3 separate regions of the Hordeum vulgare genome follow, and all the other regions are linked to region 2. Evidence: chromatin contacts called from public Hi-C data. All regions are on one chromosome and are shown on one strand. The core of a region is the stretch at or near the end of the contact, and the rest is flanking DNA. Distances in the headings are between cores, read along the strand shown. Region 1 holds the start of LOC123440249. Region 2 holds the start of LOC123444400 (integrin-linked protein kinase 1-like). Region 3 holds the start of LOC123440250 (GDSL esterase/lipase At5g45670-like).

Region 1 (3,622 bases), core at 103-2,602, 220 kb after region 2:
AAATTATATGAACTTTTTTTCAATTTATAAGGACCAACACACCCTACATGGGCCGATCCACGGAAAGGAGCATGGCGTAGCTAGTTGGCCACCATTATGGCGATGCTTAATGTGTTTGAATGTGTTTGGTGAGGGGCCTCAGTGGCAGAGGACGGGCAAAAATTGAGGTAGGGCGCCCTTTGGTCACTCGCCACCGACAACGCCACTGTGCCGAAGCGTCGCCTTGCACGCAATCTCCACCAACAAAATTAAGGTAGGGCGGCCGCCATGCCTTGCCGTACCGGGTCCTCCGCCACCGAGGGGCCTCTACCGAGTCACACAAACGTAGCTTGTTTAGAATGACTATACCTTGCCATGCAATCTCCAACTTTATTTTGTGACCTATGAAGTTTCTACGGAACAAAAACCCTATCAATCATTAGAGCTTTAATTTCAGCCACTAACTAAGCATACACCGGACGATCTCATTATAATGTGAAAATACAAGATAAGGCAGCTGAAGATTCTGACTGAACAAACACTGAAAGCTCTGTATGCTGTGTAGCAAGCGTCATACCAATGAACAACGCGTGTATCTCAATCTCTAGAGCTTCACTGCAATTAAATATATATCGATAAGCTGCAAAGACGACCGAGCAGTCAGGATGGCCAATGGTGTGATCTAGTTCTTGAAACAAAAAAGGCTCATGTCAATCTAAGTTGCTGCTTTACTTTTCATTTATGATTTTTTTTCTCTAGGCAGTTATTGTAATTGGTTATTTCGTTTTGGTTTATTTATGCTGGTCCGACTCTCACTACGAAGGGTTTTTTTCATTCATATATTGTGTTGGACCAAGGTTAAGGACGATATTTGTTCTAAGAGGAGGGTGGATTTATCAGGTGTTTGGTTTTGGATCAAACTCTGTAGCAACCGGCGGTCGTTTAACATAGAAATTTAATTCGCGTTGAAATCATAGAATTGCAGATATAAAGCTCACATGGATCGGCTCATGAAGCTCTCGCTCACCCAGTTTGGCTCCATGCTTCGCTCGCTCGCTTAGCTTTTCTTTCAACTCACTCTACTGCTAGCTCAGAACAAAGACTATCAATTTTTTTAAGAAGTTTACTTATTTTTAAAATTCCTGAACTTTTATTTTTACACGTTTTAAAAAATAATTTAATAAATATTCACGAATTTGAGAAAATTTAAACATTCAAAAAAGTCGCAAATTTAGAAAATACTTCTAACATTTAAAAAAGCACAACTCAATAGATCTGTTATAGGAAGCGAACTAAAAAATCAAGGCCTCAACCGAATGCAGCCCATGTCCGGCCTGTTCACTAGCCCTCAGATATTCAGCCCATCACTCTGCCGGTCTCCTCGAAGCTGCGGGTGCCCGGAAATGGCAACCGAAAGCCATTGACGAGATCTCATCCCCTTCGTGTCATGTCACTCGTGCCCAACTCCTCCCCATCACCACTCCCCTCGGCCAGCCAGATGGCTGGCACTACTCGCCGGCAGAGCAAGCCGCCGCCGCCGTCTCACGGTGCAAAGCGGTTAGCACTCCGCCTGACCACCCCCCTCGCGTCGCTGGCCCTCCTGCTATGCGCGGCCGCCGGCGTCTTCCTCTACTCCAAAACCTCCCCGGCGTCCCAAATCGGCAGCCTCTCAAAGGAATCCAGTACGGCATCGCCGGCGCCCTCGTCCCCGACGGTGGGGCACATCGAGGGCGCGCGCGCCATCTGGGAGCTCCCCGCGGCGCCGGCCAGGGGGGTCCTCTTCGTAGCCCACGGCTGCCACTGCCGCCCGGAGAACTTCTGGCCGCCGTCCCAGCACTGCCCCGGCTGCGTTGGGCTGCCGGAGGACGTCGCCATCACGGCCCGCGCGCTACGGAGGCGGTTCGCGGTGCTGGCAGTGGCGAGCGCCGGGGACTGCTGGTCGCTGGGGAAGGAGGTGGGTGCGGCCAAGCGGGCGATCCAATCTTGGACCGCCAAGAACGGCCTTGGAGACCTTCCAGTGGTCGCCCTCGGCGCGTCGTCCGGTGGGTACTTCGTCTCCCGGCTTGCGGCCAAGATGAGCCTCACCGCCGTCGTGATGATGATCTCTGAGGGCGCGTTCGACCTGGCGGGAGCGCCGCCGGGCTATCCGCCGTCGATGTTCCTCCACATGCCGAAGGACCGTAAGAGGGCCGCGCTGGTGGGAAGGAATGTGAAGATGCTGAGGAGCAATGGCGTTGAGGTGATGGAGCTTCAGAGCCTGGAGCTTCCTCTGACGCCGACGCTTCTGTCAGATAGGATAGCAGGGCTTGATCATGGGTTGTCTGAAAGGATTTGGAAGGTTTTCAGTGAGGAAGGATTCGTTGATGAGAGGGGGTACATGAGGAAGGATGGCCGGACAACTCCATGGAAGGATGCAGTGGTGAAGAGCGGGTTCTGGGAGGAGGTATCCCAGTGGGCTGATCACATCCAGGAGGAGCTGAATCTTGCTTATGGGTACCATGAGATGACAAGCTTGCAAACTGATGAGATGTTCAATTGGATTGAGGAGCACCTCAGCTGAGTTTTTTTGTTGCTGCTTGATCAATTGTTCGTCATTGTCTAGCATATGGGCTTACGACGAAATGGTGCCTGTAGTTACGTGGCAGAAGAAGAAACTGATGGTGGTCGTTGAAATTGGAGAGGAAGCTGTGGAGTGTAGCTCTGGGAATTCATCTAACGTGAGTCGACACTGAACGAGGGAACATACAGGCATAATGTTAAGTAACAAACTGACTTGATGTGAGTATGTATGTTTCCTTTATTTGGCTGTTGTGCAGATGGAGGGGCAAGCTTATTAACATGGATAGTTTAGTCGGTTTTTCTCTGATCTATAAGCAGGCTATGTCTTTATCTACATGAATGTTGTGTTCTTAATTAGCCAACATTGCGTGAATGTTGTGTTCTTAATTAGCCAACATTGCGTGAATGTTGTTGTTTGTTTCGTTGAACCATTGCACTCTGAAGCTGAATCGTTGTTTTAGTTGGGTTGATGATGAGCCTGGCCATGGTTCAGTTACTGGCTAGTGGGTGTAGTAAAAGTTCTTGGTCAGGAGACCTAAGCTCGATATCTTTAAGTGAGCACAAAATCTAATATTTTTACCTTTCAGACTTGATGTTTACCCTCTGACGTTACGCGCATTTACTATTACCTCCAAGTAGACTTGCATTGGTCACCTATTCCGTTCTCCGTCACTCATTTTGCTACAACTAAGACAAGATATATGCAACCTTTGGAATCTTCTCTGGTTTTGTTAATTGTGACTTTGTGAGTGAGGATATAGCCCAAATGTTAATAATAATGTTTTGTTAATTTGTTGATTAAGCTTCATTTGAGCTGGTTGTGGTATGTTGAGACTTATGGACAATTAATTTTGGGGTATTCTGTTTTTATCGCTTGTGATTGCAATGCCGTGGTTTTTGAGCCAACCGAAATCATCACGTTTTTTTCCGCCACCAAGAGTGCTTTTGGTCACAATCCAGTTGGGGGTTTGTTTGATGACTTAAAAGCAGAGTTTTGATCATCACCAAGAGTGGTTCTTTGCTGAAGGCCTAAGTGGTAACCAGAAGAATGAGAACACTGTAGCTTCAAATGAGGTGGAGGCGT
Region 2 (3,193 bases), core at 291-2,790:
TGCCTGTCTGCAAATGCATCCATCCAAACTGTAAGGGAAGTACCAACTTGGGCGGTGGAGTAACACCTAAGTGAAAGAATGCCAACATAAATCAGGAAGAAAGGTAACTATTCAGTGGAATCAACTCACACTTTATTCTCGTCAGTAAGTACATCATCATCCAGCTTCTTAACAGCAACTAGAATGCCCCTCCATGTTGCTTTCCGAAATGTACCCTGAGAAGGTAATGAAATTACAAGAAACAAACAAGAGATCATTTAAACAACAGTAGCATTGGAAGAGACACTTCATGTCCAGACTAGTTATTAGAGTAAAATTTGTGAGTGCTAGTTTAACACATACCTTAGCTAAATCTTTGCCATTAGTGAAGTCAAGTTCGTTTGGGTCAATCTCGTATTCAGGAACATCACGATCACTGTTAACATGCATAGGAGCAACCTTCAAAAAAAGGAAGTGAATATCTATTATATAAGAACGCTGGAACGCCCGAACATGCAAGCGTAATAAAAATACAGCATAGTACCTTATGGTTGGAGTCATGCTTCTCCAAGATCTTGATAACATCATGATTCTGGTAATGCATCGCATCTGCCAAAGGCTGCCGGATAGTAGTGCAACACACAATTAACTGAAGTGAAAGCATATACATGTATATAGTTGTTGGCAGCAAGTACTATATGTACTATAAATTGAAAAAACAAAGCCTATAGAGAATTATTATTTTTAAAACAGAAATTTAGCTCTTAACGGAGGGCATATAATGATTGATTGCTTCTCCCAGCAGATAAGACAGTAAATCGGAATCCCAATCGGAAATTTATGAGAGTTGTCAAGAAAGCAGAACAGACGGAGCAACACAAAGGCGAAAGTTTGAAGCATGCTCACCGTGCTTCCCCACTGGTCCTCGACGACGGCCTCGGCGCCGCGGTCGAGGAGCAGCTCGACGACCTCGGCGTGGCCCTCGCACGCGGAGATATGCAGCGCCGTGCGGCCGTCGGAGTCGCGGAAGTTGGGGTCGGCGCCGGCGTCTAGGAGCTCGCGTATCCCCTCCGCGTTGCCCTCGTGCGCCAGGTACATGAGCTGGAAACCCGCGACGCCGGCGGCCTCTGGCGACAGCTCAGCGCCGTTTTCATCGGCGCCGCCGCGGACGGGCGCCAGGGACGACTGCTTCCCCAGCTTAAAACGAGGGGTCGTCGCCCCCGCCGCCTCCTCCTCCGTGGGCGTGGGCGGCTTGGGCTCCATGGTCGGCGCCGGGAGATCCGATCGGAGACTTGTGGCAAAGGAATTGAATAGAGCAGGGGAGGAGGGTCCGTCGGTCCGAGGAAGGACTCGAGGGAGGGGGTTTGGGAGCGGAAGTTGAGAACTTGGATGGAAAAAGACGGCTGGGTGGCGGCTGATCTGGCAACAGCTCCACCAACTAACTAGTAATCGCCGCTTGCGGTCTCAAACGGTGGCAATACCCCGCCGAAGCGGAGGCTTGTTCTAGGCCGGCCGTGCTGGGTGGGCGTATCGTGTACGCACGCACGGTTGGTGCTTGCTCGTGAAGTTTATAGTAATTGTTCTCTGAAAAAAAAAACTCATAGTAACTGTGTTTATTTTTAATAATAAAGGATGTACTCCGTATATTGTCGGCTCAAAAAAGAGCATCCAAAGCATGCACCTGCCTTGTGTACAAAGTGTTACACACAATCAACACCAACATACATTAAAAAACACCGACAAATAACAAAGTCATATATGATCAAAATTATATGTAGGCAAGAAAAATAGAAATCTCAAAGCAGTGAGATTCACGATCGACAGACTACAATAACAAAGGTACCCGCAACAACCATTTCATGACACCACATAAATGATAAGATTTTTCGACTCCAACACCTTCAATAAAAAATGACACTCAAACATCACCGTCACCGGATCCAACCATCAAAGACAACGGTCTCATGAATCAATCTATCCCAGCATATCCAAACAATGTAAGACCTACTGTGTATATTAGAGCATCTATAGTCGGACCTTCCATATCCTCCTCAAACACCTGAAACGCTCTTTAATAGTGTACGGTCAAAAAAAGTTGACCCAACCGGATTGTCACTTTCTTCCTAAACGTCCGGACTGATCGGCATCCCTCATATCCATCTTAAATGTAGGAAAGATATGATGGCTCGCGGACGCGCCCGGTCAGTTCATCACGTAGGACGCAACACCATGGACCAACTTTTCTCTTTCTTTATTCATTCTTTTCTTTCCCTCTCTTCTTCTCCATTGATCGCGTGTAAGTAACCGGATATATGGGTAAAAAAACAAGAAGTGTGGCCGCACAGACGAAAAATAGGGGGTCAAAATAAACGCCTTCGGTTGACGTTTAGGGGGTCATATTTGCTAAGTCCGGGCTCTTACCAATGTTTTGATCTAATCCAGAAATAAATCGTGAACAACATGGACAACACTAATAACATACCGAAATATGACCAAATAGACAAGTGCTATTCTTATAACAGAAACATCTACGTAGACAACTAGTACGACGGTCAACACACCAATAAATAAGAAAGGAATAAACAAGTTATATCCTTTGGTGGACATGATGCTGACGAAGGCGATGAGGACACAAAGAAAGTAGTGGATGTAGACAAACGGTGGCGAGCAGTCGCGTAGGAGACACTCCCTAAAACCCTAAAGGCCCTTCTCCCGTACATTGTCTCGAAGAGCGGAATTCCAGATGCATGCTCTCCCGTACAATCATGCACATGGTGAACGGAGTGGGATCGCCGATGACACCATCAGCGAGCGAAACGAGAGTGAGCACTACACGTGGCGGCAAAGCAGATGTGGTGGACTAGGGTTGTCGACGCCTCCAACATATATACGCAGCCGAGTGAAGAGACGTGGGATGAACCCATGTTCGAGTCGACAAGAACCCACGATCTGACATCTCGGAATCATGGCTCGACTATCAAGGACTCTTGGTTTCTAACCGACAAAAATTAAGCGCATCTGAGCTCGGCACAATTCATTCACGAATCATGATGCGCGTGTGTGACGCGTGGTGAGGCGGGTGACAGAGGAGGAGCACGTGGGAACCACTCCTCTTCTCAAGCTCTAATAGCATGTGAAAGAGGACTCCTTACAAAGGGGATCCAAAACTTTCTCCACTAGCGAGGTGGTACTAAATTTCCCACCACCTAGTGAG
Region 3 (3,195 bases), core at 368-2,867, 160 kb after region 2:
ACGTACATTACATACACACATCATCAAGTTCAACAACACAGCCATGCATGCATGCGTTTCACTGCATGCTCGATCGTGTTGGCAACTGGGCATGCGGTACGTGCCCTGAGCTGCTGCGTGTACTGGCTGACGAGCACGTCGGCGTACTGCTCCGGGGTGTACTGCCGGCTGGTGGAGTAGACGGCGGGCATGAAGTAGTTGTTGAGGTAGTCGTTGCTGCCCATGCCCACCGTGAAGATGCACTGGCTCAGGTGGTTCGCCGCGGAGTCCTCGTCCCCCAGGATGCTCACCAGCTGCTGCACCGCCGCCTGGTAGTTCTGGAGCTGCCCGCCCAAGCTTATGCGCTGGCCCTGCATGCCATGTTCGGCAGCGTTCGTGCAACGTTAATTAGCTAGGCCACGTTATTTCAACACGATCATATACATCACGTTTCTTCTGCGAAAGAAAAAAGTTTGTGAGTGCGTGCCAGTTGCTGTCCGGTCTCGTCCCTGATTCCGGCCGCGGCCGAGGCAAAGTTGACGCCGGAGAGGAGTTGATCGTTGTTTGCTCCCGCGTACGCTGGGATGTAGTCGTCGAAGCCCAGAAGCCGAGCTGAAACATACAGCAAATTAATTAAACGTGCGGGTGCTAATCCAGTTTGATGATGCATGGAATGGAAGTAGACCTATACAGGGTGGACATCTACATCACTAAACTTATCTAGCCACTAGTTCGTTGGTACGCTAGACAAAATCTGCATATATATGGTGTCATAAAGTTCAGTGAACTCCATGAGCACAAATTGAACTAGTCTTTAACGGATGATGGTGACGCGACTGCACACATGAGTACAGATGCGCAGTGGCCTTCTTTAGCCTTGCTTCCAATCTCCAGCGATCATCTGGCTCAGGCACAGTCACGGGTTGCTGCCTGTCTGGTCTGGTTCTTTTAGCTGCATCCGTCCGCGCGCTCCTTAACTAGACAATCGTGTCCACCCCTGTGCTTCATGGATTTTGCCTTTCTTTTTAGATTACCAAGATAGCATATGGACATCGTCATCACGGTAAATGAAGGGGTCTACATCATCACAACAGAATTTGGCACTTACTCTATGCATCAGAAAGACGTGTGCCGCAAATTAACACCTCGTGTACGTTCAGTCGATATGTGTGCAGTCCTAGGTGTTATTTTACAGAGGCTAAAGAAAGAAAAAGGAAAGAGCGCGGGCCGGGTCTTACAGATGGCGTCGACGGTGGTGAGGCCGTTGCTGAAGCGCCCGGTGGCTCCGCCGGGGAAGTCGATGCCGTAGGGCGGGTAGTTGGCCCGCGCCAGCGACGCGATGTCGTTGTTGTTCCCATTGTCCACCAGCGAGTCCCCGAACACGAAGTAGCACGGCACCTGCGGATCGGCGCGCGCGCTCCGCCCGGTCGCGGCGGCCACCAGAACCACCACCACCAGCCACGGCGCCACCCACGGCGAGACACGCTCCATTTCTCTCGCCGCCGCGCTTCTTAGCTAGCTAGTAGTAGCTAGCTGCTTGACTTGGAAGTTGGAAGGTTCGTGGCCAGCCGGCGGACGAGCTGGGTAGGTAGGTGGGTGGACGGAGGAAATGCGTGATCGACCGGAAGAGGCCGGCACGTTCGAGCCGTATTTATAGGGCAGCTGGTTGATGGTGGCTACCGCTAGGGCTAGATCATGTAATGGCCGGGGCGCGCGCGCTCGATCTGGAGGGACACGGTTTGCTGTAGCGCTGCAGTGGAGACGCTCCGGAAGTCGTCGGGATCGGGCTACCTCTGCATGTGCGTGCATGGTTGGAGCAGTCACGGTTGGTTAAGAGCCGCGCCGTGGGGCCGTATTGATTGGTCACCGGCCGCGCGTCGGGGTAGCGCCGTAGTACCGCGCCGGCGGCAGGCCTGGCCTGGTGCAGTTTGGGATGCAAGGACTGTGAGACGGCCGGGGGATTTGCAGGTAGCGTCGTGGCACGGACACAGTATCGGCTCGTGTTTCTCACGTCAGGCCGGGACTCAGGATGTCGGCCTGCGTGATTCCTCGTTTCCGTCCCACTGGGTGACTGTTCAAGAGGACAGCATGCATCTATGGATTGGTAAGTGGCAGTTGGTTACTTGGTTCCACTAGTAACAGTGCACGTGTGTGTACTCAAAATATGATGTAAAGGATGTAGTATCCTTGCTCGAGGTAATCAACAAGTATATATTAACATCACAAAATCAATATCAAGTCTTCAAAAAGAATGCATCAGATATGTGAATGGTGTCAACATCCTAATAATGATCGGTGCATCATATCTGGAAAACAATTTAAGACATAAGTTCAGCATAGCACATAGCACATAAAACAATTCAAGACATAAGTTCAAAACTACAATAGGGAAGCCCATGTCTCTATAAACATAAGACCATGTAATCTCACACCCTATCAACCCATGTAAAGAAAATTAATAATGGAACAAAACTTTGTTTGCTCCAGCTGCAATCGTGTAGATGTAGAAAACAAGTTGAGGAATAAACTTCAGGTTGTTAGGAATTTGAATGGTACTATGGCCACAACAACCATCTCTCATATTTTCAATAAAATCTTAGAGCAATTTGATGAAAGCGATCAAAATGAATGCCCGTGGTAAAACCCCATTGACAAATCTAACAACTCACCACCAACACAAATGCCAAGATAGCAAATTTACTAATTCCATCAAATGTTTTTTGTGCTAGCCAATCATCTAGATTTTCCTGCCAACAGTTTTCTAGAAATTAACCATGTTCTATAGAGTAAATGTTAGCTTGCGATAATGTTCTAAATGACTTGAATCCACTACATCTTTTTTTACTGCTTGAATCCTCTACATCCAAATAATGTTATGCAATATTTACTTAACATGGGCCGATGATCTCATCCCATACAGTTTTCAGTTTGTTCTACATTATGGCAAAGCTTTTTTTTTCATGTCAAGCACTGCTTTGGTACAAACAAATATCACTTCACTCCCATATTCATTCATAGATTAAGCGTAGTCAGTTTATCACTTGTCATGAACTCATTTTGGCTTATATACAATGATCTAATCACAATTATACATATGTTCTAACAATCACTCATGCTTCCTTCAGTGTAGCATCCCTCCAATGTTGCCAACACAGCAATACATAGTCTAGAATAAGAGAACAAATGTGTATGTATGACTTTTCAACCATCAATCAA

The links. A called contact is a pair of places that touch in the nucleus more often than the background predicts.
Region 1: a contact with region 2 is called in a Hi-C map of leaf, with 6 times the contacts expected there. The contact joins the promoter of LOC123440249 here to the promoter of LOC123444400 in region 2. A contact is called at or near these places in 3 of 6 Hi-C or Micro-C datasets (leaf and seedling) and 1 of 1 datasets of contacts at active chromatin or transcription factors (embryo).
Region 3: a contact with region 2 is called in a Hi-C map of seedling, with 2.8 times the contacts expected there. The contact joins the promoter of LOC123440250 here to the promoter of LOC123444400 in region 2. A contact is called at or near these places in 1 of 6 Hi-C or Micro-C datasets (seedling) and 1 of 1 datasets of contacts at active chromatin or transcription factors (embryo).

Annotation. Positions count from the first base shown.
Region 1 is chr3H:484,954,250-484,957,871 of MorexV3_pseudomolecules_assembly, reverse strand. It overlaps LOC123440249, which reads left to right and starts at 1,352. Exons shown (of 1, transcript XM_045116829.1): 1 at 1,352-2,872. The coding sequence starts at 1,427. The coding sequence ends at 2,539.
Region 2 is chr3H:485,173,291-485,176,483 of MorexV3_pseudomolecules_assembly, reverse strand. LOC123444400 (integrin-linked protein kinase 1-like) reads right to left here and starts at 1,540. Exons shown (of 12, transcript XM_045121100.1): 1 at 886-1,540; 2 at 524-598; 3 at 343-438; 4 at 130-215; 5 at 1-7. The coding sequence starts at 1,242. It overlaps LOC123444401 (a long non-coding RNA gene), which reads left to right. Exons shown (of 4, transcript XR_006630989.1): 4 at 782-879.
Region 3 is chr3H:485,008,657-485,011,851 of MorexV3_pseudomolecules_assembly, reverse strand. It overlaps LOC123440250 (GDSL esterase/lipase At5g45670-like), which reads right to left and starts at 1,617. Exons shown (of 5, transcript XM_045116830.1): 1 at 1,218-1,617; 2 at 467-591; 3 at 105-350. The coding sequence starts at 1,470.